2 separate regions of the Gasterosteus aculeatus genome follow, and region 2 is linked to region 1. Evidence: chromatin contacts called from public Hi-C data. All regions are on one chromosome and are shown on one strand. Each heading gives the region's core, a stretch centred on a gene start, on an enhancer-like site or on the middle of the called end of the contact. The rest is flanking DNA. Distances are from core to core; before and after follow the strand shown.

The links. Hi-C and Micro-C count contacts between places; a contact is called where the count stands out from the background.
Region 2: a Hi-C map of whole body shows a contact between it and region 1, with 8 times the contacts expected there. The contact joins the enhancer-like site here to the promoter of fsta in region 1. A contact is called at or near these places in 4 of 6 Hi-C or Micro-C datasets (liver, skeletal muscle and whole body).

Annotation. Positions count from the first base shown.
Region 1 is chr13:3,596,648-3,601,949 of fGasAcu3.hap1.1, forward strand. It overlaps fsta (follistatin a), which reads left to right and starts at 2,181. Exons shown (of 6, transcript XM_040195889.2): 1 at 2,181-2,409; 2 at 3,499-3,690; 3 at 3,843-4,061; 4 at 4,140-4,364; 5 at 4,808-5,038. The coding sequence starts at 2,319. It overlaps itga2.2 (integrin, alpha 2 (CD49B, alpha 2 subunit of VLA-2 receptor), tandem duplicate 2), which reads left to right. Exons shown (of 31, transcript XM_040196378.2): 31 at 1-615.
Region 2 is chr13:3,694,867-3,700,168 of fGasAcu3.hap1.1, forward strand. All of the region lies in intron 1 of arl15a (ADP-ribosylation factor-like 15a), which reads right to left. Among protein-coding and RNA genes, the nearest start is that of arl15a, 18 kb to the right of the region's middle. Within about 2 kb of position 2,030, at least 1 of the 9 cell types and tissues checked has open chromatin away from gene starts, as enhancers often do.

The sequences.
Region 1 (5,302 bases), core at 931-3,430:
ATCAGGGCAAAGGGTTATTAACGCGCCTCGGCTCCTCGAACGTTTATGTAATGTAGTGTCTAATGTATGTATGTAAGTGTATTGGCGGAGCTTCGCCACAAGGTGGCAGCAATATACAGATGACCTGTAATTCTGTGACGATCGAACCCTCCGTAATATCAAGTAAAAACTTAAGACCCATTTGAGGTTGTGTTTATCCTGCCCCCCCTCTTTCTCACTGGAACCTCATCCCTGCAGAGAAGAACCGTTCTCGGACCCCCCTCCCATGCAGGAAACACAAGTGCTGTTCAAGTTCCCCTTTAAACTTCAAATTCATTCCCCCTTGTTTAAAACAGGCCCCTCCAGCACCCAGCAGCGTCTTTCCACAATGCACGATGGAAATATGGCCTGTCTAATATGGAGCATATTTCTGATCTGGGAAAGCCTGCATGGGCTCGACTTCATTCCATAGTTGATGAAATGTGATACAGGTGGTGAAATGACCTTTCATCTCTGGGATTTTCCCTGAAGATGATTGTCAGATTCAGCCAACCAAACTTGACCCGTGGCACAATGAGATGATTGCTCTCCCATTCCTGCAATGTTGCAATAAAAAAAAAAAGATGTCCTAGCAAATGATTTGATAATGTATTTCAATGACCTTTTAACGGGACTTTGAATGTGATCCTCAAGGGTTTCATTGTGTTCTTTTTAACTATCACTGGGGTCTTTTTCTTTTCTTTCTTTGATGAACACGCGTGTTTTCTGGAAGCTCCGACTCTAAAAAAGACTCAGATCCTGTAAATCTGAGACCGGTGTATTCATATAGCTTTCGGGTACTCGTAGTGTTCATGTTCCAAATATTCCCTCTGCTTGGTTGAGTGGAATATGAGGAGAATATGTTCCCCTCTGACAGATCATTTTATTGACTGTTAAATATGTAGTCAGCAGGAATGTGCAAAGATTCGCAACAACATAATCGAAGGAAGCCAGAGAGGACATTTACATTATTTTGAATTATAATTGTTTGTATTGTGGATGGATGCATCTCAAACAAGAGAAATGAAGAGACTGTCAAAAGAGGGTTAATAGAGCTGCATATTCTACTAGTTTGTAGATCAACCAGATACATGGTATTTGGCGTGGGGGGGGGGGGCTGTGCTGGGGGGGTTACAGTGTCTTCTTCCCGGTGTCTCATTCACGCGTTGCTCTGCGGAGCTGTGACTACAGTTCCGCAGAAGAGGTCGCGCGAGGACTTCTGACGGAGTTCAGCCTGTGCGTCAGTGAGCGGAGCCCAGTGTGAGTTTGTGGGGGGGGGCGTGTGAGTGGACGCGTGCGCGTGTGAGGGTGTGTGTGTGTGCGCGCGCGCGCGTGCGTGGCCGTGTTTCATTCAATGAAACGCAACACCCCGCTCGTCCGTCTGAAGCCTCTTCGGAAACAGGTTTGATTATATTTAAAAGCTTGACCCGGGAGAGAAACCCAAACAACTGTCTGTTCTAATATTAGCCGAGAAGCTGCGGGGCTGTTGGGAATTCTATTATTGTCTGGGCCGCGGATGTGTACCCCGAAGGCAGCTCTTAGCAAAAGATTTACACTTTTGTCTGCAGTTGGTGGAAAAGAAATATCAGTTACCAACATTTTAATTTGAAGGACTGACGGTATGTCCGGATATCTTGGCTGTCGGCCTGTAATCATACAGTGAAAAAGTCCCTGATATATGAGTGAAAATGACCTTCATCAGCACTATTATTAAATGAATAACATTATTTCGATTATTATTACTATTATTATCATTAATATTCATATTCATGAGTTTGGTATTTTACAGCTTTGAAGGCGTATGCTGCACGAGATGCACTCATATATAGATGATGAAAAACCAAAACCTACATATTGAGAAATAAAACGTTAATAATTGTATTTCCCACCGAAACACAAACCCATACCAACAGACACAGTGTGTCTGACCTGCTGCGTTTGCGCTTTTGTTTCACCGCAAAAGATGCGTAATTCGCGTGCCGCATGTTTACTACAAATTAGAGCCTTCAATATCCGCCAATATCCTCCAATTATTGTGGCAACGAGAAAGTTGCTCGTAACTATGTCACCTGATTGGGATTGAAAGAACTTTGGCAAAGAAAAAAACAGAGGAAAGAAAATCTCCCCACCCCCATGAGAAGAGGAGACCGCCCACCAGAGACGGTCAACCCGAGACCCCTTATAGATTTAAAAAGAGAGGCTGCATTCTCAGACTGACACTTATTCAACACTGCCACCTTAAGCAGATTACTTTTTTGCGCTGCCTGTTTCAAATACGTAGCTCACATCGCTTCTCCATCATGTCCAGGATGCTGAAACACCACCTTCACCCGGGTTTTTTACTCTTGTTCATATGGCTTTGTCACCTTATGGAACATCAAAAAGTGCAAGGTAAGATCTCTTCAACTGTTTTTTTTTTATTTTATTTGTACGTTTAAAAAAACGAAGGATAAACTTCCGACGTAAAACGCGTCCGAGTGTCGGAGGATACTTGCTGCAACCGGGAAACTTCTCAAAGTGACTTTCCTTATCATTCTGTCCCCTCTACCCGCTGAGGAAAAAAACTCTGCATCCGACGGTGCGTGCGCGCGTATAGCGCCCATAAAACAGGTGCCATACGGGACACTTGGAAGTGGGATTACAGGCCAGTTACGCGGCACACACTTGGAAGCGGCGCGCCGCGCTGGTGGCGGCGCGAGCTCTGCGTGTTACCCACCTGAGCCTTTTGGGATACTTTAAGAGCCGCACCGTGTCTTCAAACCCTCGAAAGAAACTTTAGAAACATCCACACGAGTTTTTAGATGGCGTTAGAAGCCTTTTCCCTCCCCCGTACAAATCCACCCGACCTGGCGTGCGTTTGCGTGCGTTGCGCAGCTTCACATCTTTAGGACACCAAATGGAGACTCTTGCGCCTATCATTTCGTTCTGGAGCTTGTGGTTCAATATATATCTAATCTTTCCTCGATGTAAGCAGTGCACCAGCTCGTGTACGCGTCCTGGCATGCGTGTACGTGTGCGCGTGTGTTTCTGCTCAGACATCCTGCTGTTGTCTGTATCGAAGGATCATTTTTGCACCACGAGAAACGGGATAAATACTGCGTTATTCTAATATTTGAATGATCTGTACCTTGGCTCGTTGCGGAGAAGGCGGCGTCTGGCGCGTATGCGTGTCTGGGATATTGTTCGGAGGCGTTGGAGACGGCAATAACAAGGAGGCTCTGGGAATAAAGGACCCCCCCCCCCCCCCCTCCGGCATAGATTATTCTCACTTTTTTGTATATTTGTGGTTGCATTGTAATGGCTGTCACTCACAGATGGGAAAGGAAAGTGTTAACTGTCTCGCAGGAAAAAAATGACAAAATAAAGCGCGAGAGGGGGGGGGGGGGGGGGGCTTTGATAAAAACGGGCTGCGTGTGTGTCTAGCCCGTCTGGCTCAGCGGTTTCAGACGTGCGTTTCTCTTTCTTCTGTTTTTTTTTTAGCCGGGAACTGCTGGCTGCAGCAGGGGAAGAACGGGAGGTGCCAGGTGCTCTACATGTCCGGGATGAGCAGGGAGGAGTGCTGTCGCAGCGGGAGGCTGGGGACATCCTGGACCGAAGAGGACGTCCCCAACAGCACGCTCTTTAGGTGGATGATCTTCAATGGCGGAGCTCCCAATTGCATACCTTGCAAAGGTGGAGGTGCACTCCTTTCCCTTCGTTATCTTCGTAACACACAACACAAGTCGTTTCGTGACACAAAATCCCCAGAGCGCCGAGCCGCGCGCTCTCCCGCGCGTGTCGCCCAACAGTCACCTAACTTTTCCTTTCTTTTGTTTTCATTTTAGAATCCTGCGATAACGTTGACTGCGGGCCCGGGAAGAGATGCAAGATGAACAGAAGGAGCAAGCCCCGCTGCGTGTGCGCACCGGACTGCACCAACATCACCTGGAAAGGACCGGTCTGCGGCTCAGACGGAAAGACCTACAAAGACGAATGCGCACTGCTCAAAGCGAAATGCAAAGGCCACCCGGACCTGGACGTGCAGTACCAGGGAAAGTGCAAGAGTAAGTGCACGCTACGTGCGATCCCGCCCCGCTCCTCGTGATTTGTGCCACGTCTAGACTTGTGGTTTGTCCCGACAGAAACGTGCCGCGACGTCTTGTGCCCCGGCAGCTCCACGTGCGTCGTGGACCAGACGAACAACGCGTACTGCGTGACGTGTAATCGGATTTGCCCCGAGGTGACGTCGCCGGAGCAGTACCTGTGCGGAAACGACGGGATCGTGTACGCCAGCGCGTGTCACCTGAGACGAGCGACCTGTCTCCTCGGCAGGTCCATCGGAGTGGCGTACGAAGGGAAATGCATCAGTAAGTCGCGGGCACGCGAGAGCGCGAGGCTGTCGGTGGCGCGCCTCCAGCCACTGACTTTGAATGTTGTTTTGAGTGCCTTTGCTTCAGCTCTGCAGTCAGTGTTTTATGCCAACATTCCATCGAGGAGGGGGGTCTAGAGAGAGAGAGAGAGAGAGAGAGTGTGTGAGTGTTTGGTAGTTTGTCTTTGCTCAAAAAATAATAGAATCATATTATTTCCTGATGTTGGCAGCACTTTCCCGTATTGGAGAGAGGGGCGTAGGGGGGGGGGGGGGGGGGGGAGTGCTGGGGCCACGGAGACAGGCTTCGAGTTCATATTTGAATGCAAACAACATTTTATAAATTGGATTCATTTTTTATTCCGACTTCAGCTGTCCAAAAAACGCATGATAATCAAAAAGACCCCCCCCCCCCCTCCTCTCTCTCTCTCTCTCTCTCTCCAGAGGCCAAGTCGTGTGAGGACATCCAGTGCAGCGCGGGCAAGAAGTGCCTGTGGGACGCGCGGATGAGCCGGGGCCGCTGCTCGATGTGCGGGGAGACTTGTCCGGAGAGCAGGACGGACGAGGCGGTGTGCGCCAGCGACAACACCACGTACCCCAGCGAGTGCGCCATGAAGCAGGCCGCTTGCTCCTTGGGGGCGCTGCTGGAGGCCAAGCACTTGGGATCTTGCAACTGTAAGTAGATGATAAAAGCAACAACAACAAAAAATGAAAGAAAATGAACACACACACACAAAAAACAGCCTTCTTCCCTCTTCGAACAAAAAGACAATATCCCATGTTACGTACCCATCACCCCCCCCCCCCCCCCCCTCTGCGTGTGTGCCCCCTCAAGAAGAGGATTTGGAAAGAGAAGAACTTGCATGATGTTGTCTTTGTCGTTGGCTTTGGCTCTTTTTTTATTTTAAAACTTTTTTTTTCATTCTTCTGAAAAAGAAA
Region 2 (5,302 bases), core at 780-3,279, 98 kb after region 1:
AAGAACAGACGGAGGCCAACTGGGCCATGATCAATCACAGGCCTACCTATGACATTACGCAGTGCAGCCCGAGCCCCTCCTGAGAGAGAAATATGGGGGGATACATCTGTGGGTCACAAGTGTGAGCGAGATCGAGCAAAAGTAACTTGAAAGAAAACACCTGTGTTGGGATTTTTTATGGAAAGCAGGTCTGACATCTAAATAAACAACAAAAGTAAATAAAGGGGCTCTTAAAGTAGTCTTAAAGGAGACTAGGGGATATGTTATAGAATCTCTTTCCAGCTGCTTATCATCGACAACACGTTGCGTTCTATTTGATTGATTCCCCTTTCACTACTGCTGCAGAAGAGTGGAAAGGATCCCGCTCAGTGACACTGGAGGAAACCCCCGGACAACATGTTTTTGCATGTTTGATGTGGCTTCTTCCTTCTTTTTTTTTGCGAGCTATTTCACATCGCCTCAAATACCACCAAAAGTCTTCACAGCTGTCAGTCAGCCAGCTCCACGGCCCACAGCTGCTACAACCGACCTTCTGATGGCTCTTTAAATCAAACACAGGACTCTTCTTCACTGGGTCGGCACACAGCGACTGATCCCTGACGCGCAACAGGGTGGGATTTCTCCTGCGCGCCATTGCATCCGTCCTCCCAAAAGGCTGGACTTATGTGCCGTGTGCTGTTGGGGTTCACCCACATGACATATTACTTCGGGAGGAGCTCATCGGTGATGGCACGGCTCCACCCAGAGGACGCACAGGGGAACTTTAGGCACTGAATATTTTGCTACCAGAGCAATTGAAGACACCTGTGTTTACTGAAGAATATGTATTATTTGAAATAGCTCTGCCGTGCCAGTCTTTTCGAATGTTAAGCAGTTTGGGGTTTTCTTCAAAACTGGACACCTTGATGTAGGATTTGACATCACTTTTTGGCCTCCTTTGTAAGCCTTTTAGACTAAATTAGTCGTACAATATTTGATGGATCAGTGGATGATGAAACAATCATTGATTCAGAGTGGAAACACAAAAAGAGGATGCTGCAATGATCGAGTACCAAAGTGGGGCGTGGCCTACTTGTCAGGACAATAAATCAGTTACAATTAGACTTCAGAGCGATTGATATTATTTTTTGAATGGTGGCAAAATAAATAATCCTCATACTCGTAGACCACTAGCAGATTTTCTGCTAATATGCCTCCCGATTGGCAGCAACTAGTCGATGACGGCAAAAAACGAGATCAGCTTTGTCTAAAAGTTTGACTTGGTCCCTTTTCTCTCTTCTGCTGATGTAATCCATTTGACACATCCACGTTAGCTTTGCCGAATACACAATCTGGTTCAATTGAGACACGCTGCAACACGTTCATCATTAAGTACACACTCAGCTTCAGTACGGAGCAAATGATAGATCAATAAAAAGAAATCTACAATATACAGGATCTATCAAATGATAATCAAATGCAAAGTATCAATAATCTGTATAAAACTTTATTGAAAAGGTTTAATATGGTGAATCATCATTTCCAAGCAGTTCTGGCCAAACATCCCTGCGGTCCCGTTTTCTCCTGCAGCCTGGAAGTTCACTGCATTTGATCTCAGGTGAATCAACCATGGCTTACAGGCACTGAGGCCCTCAGAATCTAATTTTCGTTCCAGTGTCTGTTTAGAGTAAACCGTACATTTAAGGAAAAAGTCACGTAGTATAAATTTAGGTTCATGGCTTTAATAAACAGCCGTGGTTTGGGGGAATGTTTAGAGACAAAAGAATACTTCTCCATTCCTCCGGAGGGTCTTGGCGCTCAGTGGGTTAACGTTTTAAACAGGCATTTGATATAAAAGCATTAGTGTCAAAATGCAATGAAACTGGAATGGACTGAAAATTCACAAAAAAAACCAACTCTATTTAAGTGGTGCTGCAGTTATTTATCAAAACCGTGTCTGTTCATGAACAACAGAGGGCGCCATGACCCTTCAGACACAACAGGCCGTCTGAACACCATCCTCTCCTCACTTCCACCTCACTGTTCAGGGATGGACGGTTCAGACCGGTTCGATGCTCCAGTGGTGTTTTCGGAATTTGTCCTATGTCAACAGATGTTGGGACCTCATTGGGCTGCATGGGTAGAGGAGGAGTGGTAACTCATCCTTTGACTTTTAGCAGGGGTTCTACCATGATTGTTCCACCATGGTTCCACTGCACTTTACCGGAAGTTAGCTAAAGCCAGAATTACTGGTTTTATTTCACGTCACCCTGTGCAATTCCTTAAACAGGTCTGTTTCTGAAAAAAGTACAGCTTGTCTTAGGGATACAAATCAGTTTAAAGGGGTAACATTAATGTAACTTCAAAATGTATATCTTTAAAATTGTGCTGAACTGTGAAATTGCTAGTAATGGGGACGAAAATACTAAACTCATTTGCTTATGGAGTAGAACTTACTTGTAGTAGTTTTATTGCAGTATACTTTTATATGGTACTTGGATACTTATTTATTAGAGGATTTGATACATTCATTAATGATGGGTGGTCTAAGATGATGATGATGGTGGCCTCTACATGACCCCCATTGAAGAAGGTTAGCTAGCAGGGAGCAGGAAGTGTGTCTCTAATTCTAATCAAAACTACAGCTTCTCTTGTTGGAGTCAAACTGTCAATATTCAAACGGTGTGAATCTAAATAATCACGCTTTATGACAACAGTATGTACCAGAGGAGAAGACAAGTTCTCTTTCATGTGGCTGGGACCGACCCAAGGAAGACCCTTTTTGGATAAAACGTTACATCAGAGGGAGGTATTTAATAGGTAACTAAGGACAAAGGGACTCAGCCATATCTCTAAATATGTCATGTAATATGAAACTGTTCACGTCTCTAACGTTATTGTCTCAGACACAATGGAAACTAGGACTGAGGACAAACCAAGGTCTAAACAAGATAGAACATAGCAGACAACGAGCAGCGGGGTTCTCGGTGAAGAGTTAAATCTGTAGAAGTAGTATTCTATGATCCCACTTGTGACGACGGTGGAGTGACCTGCTCCTGCCCGATTGGTACAGAGAATGCTCTCTCCTTTAACTGAGGAGCACCATGTGTGGTTAGAACATCCAAAACACATGAAAGCAAGTAAGTATCCTTTACTGATCCCTGTGGGGCAAATTATTATATATATATGTATGATTGAGAAAGAAAAAAAACAACGAACCCCCCGGCCCTCGTCAGTATATAAATATTAAACAAATATGTCAATGCGGTTTAATTCCAGATCAAGGTTCTATAACTTTTCTGGCCCCTGGCTTCAGACCCAGCCCTCACAACGCCATTGAATGTGAAAACCTCTGACCGGAGGCTTTACTGTGAGACAACAAGAAGCTTCTCTCCTTTTACACAATAGTCTTTGTCCCCGCGACAGGACGGGGACCCGTCTCCCTACCGAGCCCGGGGCCCAAAATGCTGCTCCTAATATGCTTATCCACAACACATTGTACTCAGGAGTCGTTGCTTGAAGCGGTCCCGAGCCAAAGGGCCTCGTTCCTTTCACCAACAAAATTTCTATAAAAGCAGCAGTAATTGGTCTTTTTTTTAATCCCATTCCTGTTAATGATATTTTCCTTAGTCATTCAACTATTTAATTCAAATTATGTTCAAATTCCTTGGGCCAGTTTTTCTTTGATTAAATCACTGAAAACTTTAATTTCCAACCCTTTATTCTGAAACAGAACTGCAAATTCACATTGCAAAAATACTCCAAAATGTACTGGTTGCTCCTTGAACTTAATAATTCATAAAAAATAAAGAAAAATACAAATCAGAAAATTTAACAGGATTTGTTTTAACATCAGAACTTGTTCTCTATACTCACTCAGCACACCCCATGTTCACTTGAAGCGTATTCATTAAATTATTACCATCATTGTAGTGCTAGTTAAGTAAATGTATACACCCCTTCTAAGTACAGCTAAAAAACAACCACGTGCTATGAGATGAATTTGAAATGGCATTTGTAAATAAATGCATTAGAGGCTTCTTAGTTAGCCGCCCTGATTTAATGGATCACCGTGTGTCTCCCTTTACAGGAATAAAATCAACTACCCTAGTATGACACACACAAATAGACATGTCAACAATAACCGATATGAGATAAAATATTTACAAGAAAACGGATTGAAACATGAATCGTCCAAAAGAGGCGAGTCAATAAAAACGCCCCCCATGCTCGCACACCTTGGACGACTGGCTGCTCTTCCTCTACGTCGGCTCGGCGCTTTTATTTTTATTTTTTGCTCCTCGCGCATCTCTGCAACTCATTGAGTGACGTAATAATCGCGCGACATAACGGATCGATAATGAAATTTGTTGTCAACGCTTTTAATAATAGAATGTTATCGATTTCATCGTTGTTGCAGCCCTACTGAACATATAATGGATAATTGTATTATGCCATACTAAATATGGTCTAGTCCATTGTAATAACTAGCGCGGGACCATCTGCAGGAAATAAAATATCTCCATATTTTTGACCAAATTGATATTGCAATATTGTAAGATTTTCACCATTGGTGCTTTTCAAGATGTAAACCCAATGAGATTTTAAATAAATAATCACCAGGAATGCGGATATACTGAGCAATATACCATAATAGAACCATGCCTTTTAAAGGCAGTGCTAATCTCTCAAGTTCTTTAAATCGATGAATCAAATGCTATAACCAAACCATAACTCCAAACAATAAAATAATGGGCACCTGTTGCTCGTCAGTGTATGTTAGCTGCTAGCTTAACGTGTGTGAGGACTAACGATAGCCATGTTTATGTTCACTTTAATCATTTTGGGACAGTCAGTGTTGCCAACATAGATTCATTCTTGCTAAATTTAGCGACTTTTAGTGCCAATGCTGCTATACTTCCATTGGAATTTTTTTGGTATCGTGTTTACTCTTGCTTGTTTCTCAAGATTATTAAACCCGCCTCTAAAACCAGAAAAACTAACCCCTTTACCATATAAAAATAGCATGGTATTCAAAATCCAAAAAGGCATCCAATTCTAATATTGATACATTACCCAGTCCTAATTCCACTTTCTCCATTATCTAATTTCGCTTTTCTGTTCTTCGTTTTGTTTTGACCAACTAACAACTATGGTCAAAACAAAACAAAGTCCTGTAACGCGTCACAATGAAATGATGATGACAATAATTGTTAGTTGTGGTCCTAACTGTCATACTGTTGTGTCTAATACAAATGGCTCTGAAATTGTCGATGCAATTCTAATACCTAAATATTATTTGTGATATTAATTGGCCGTCCCT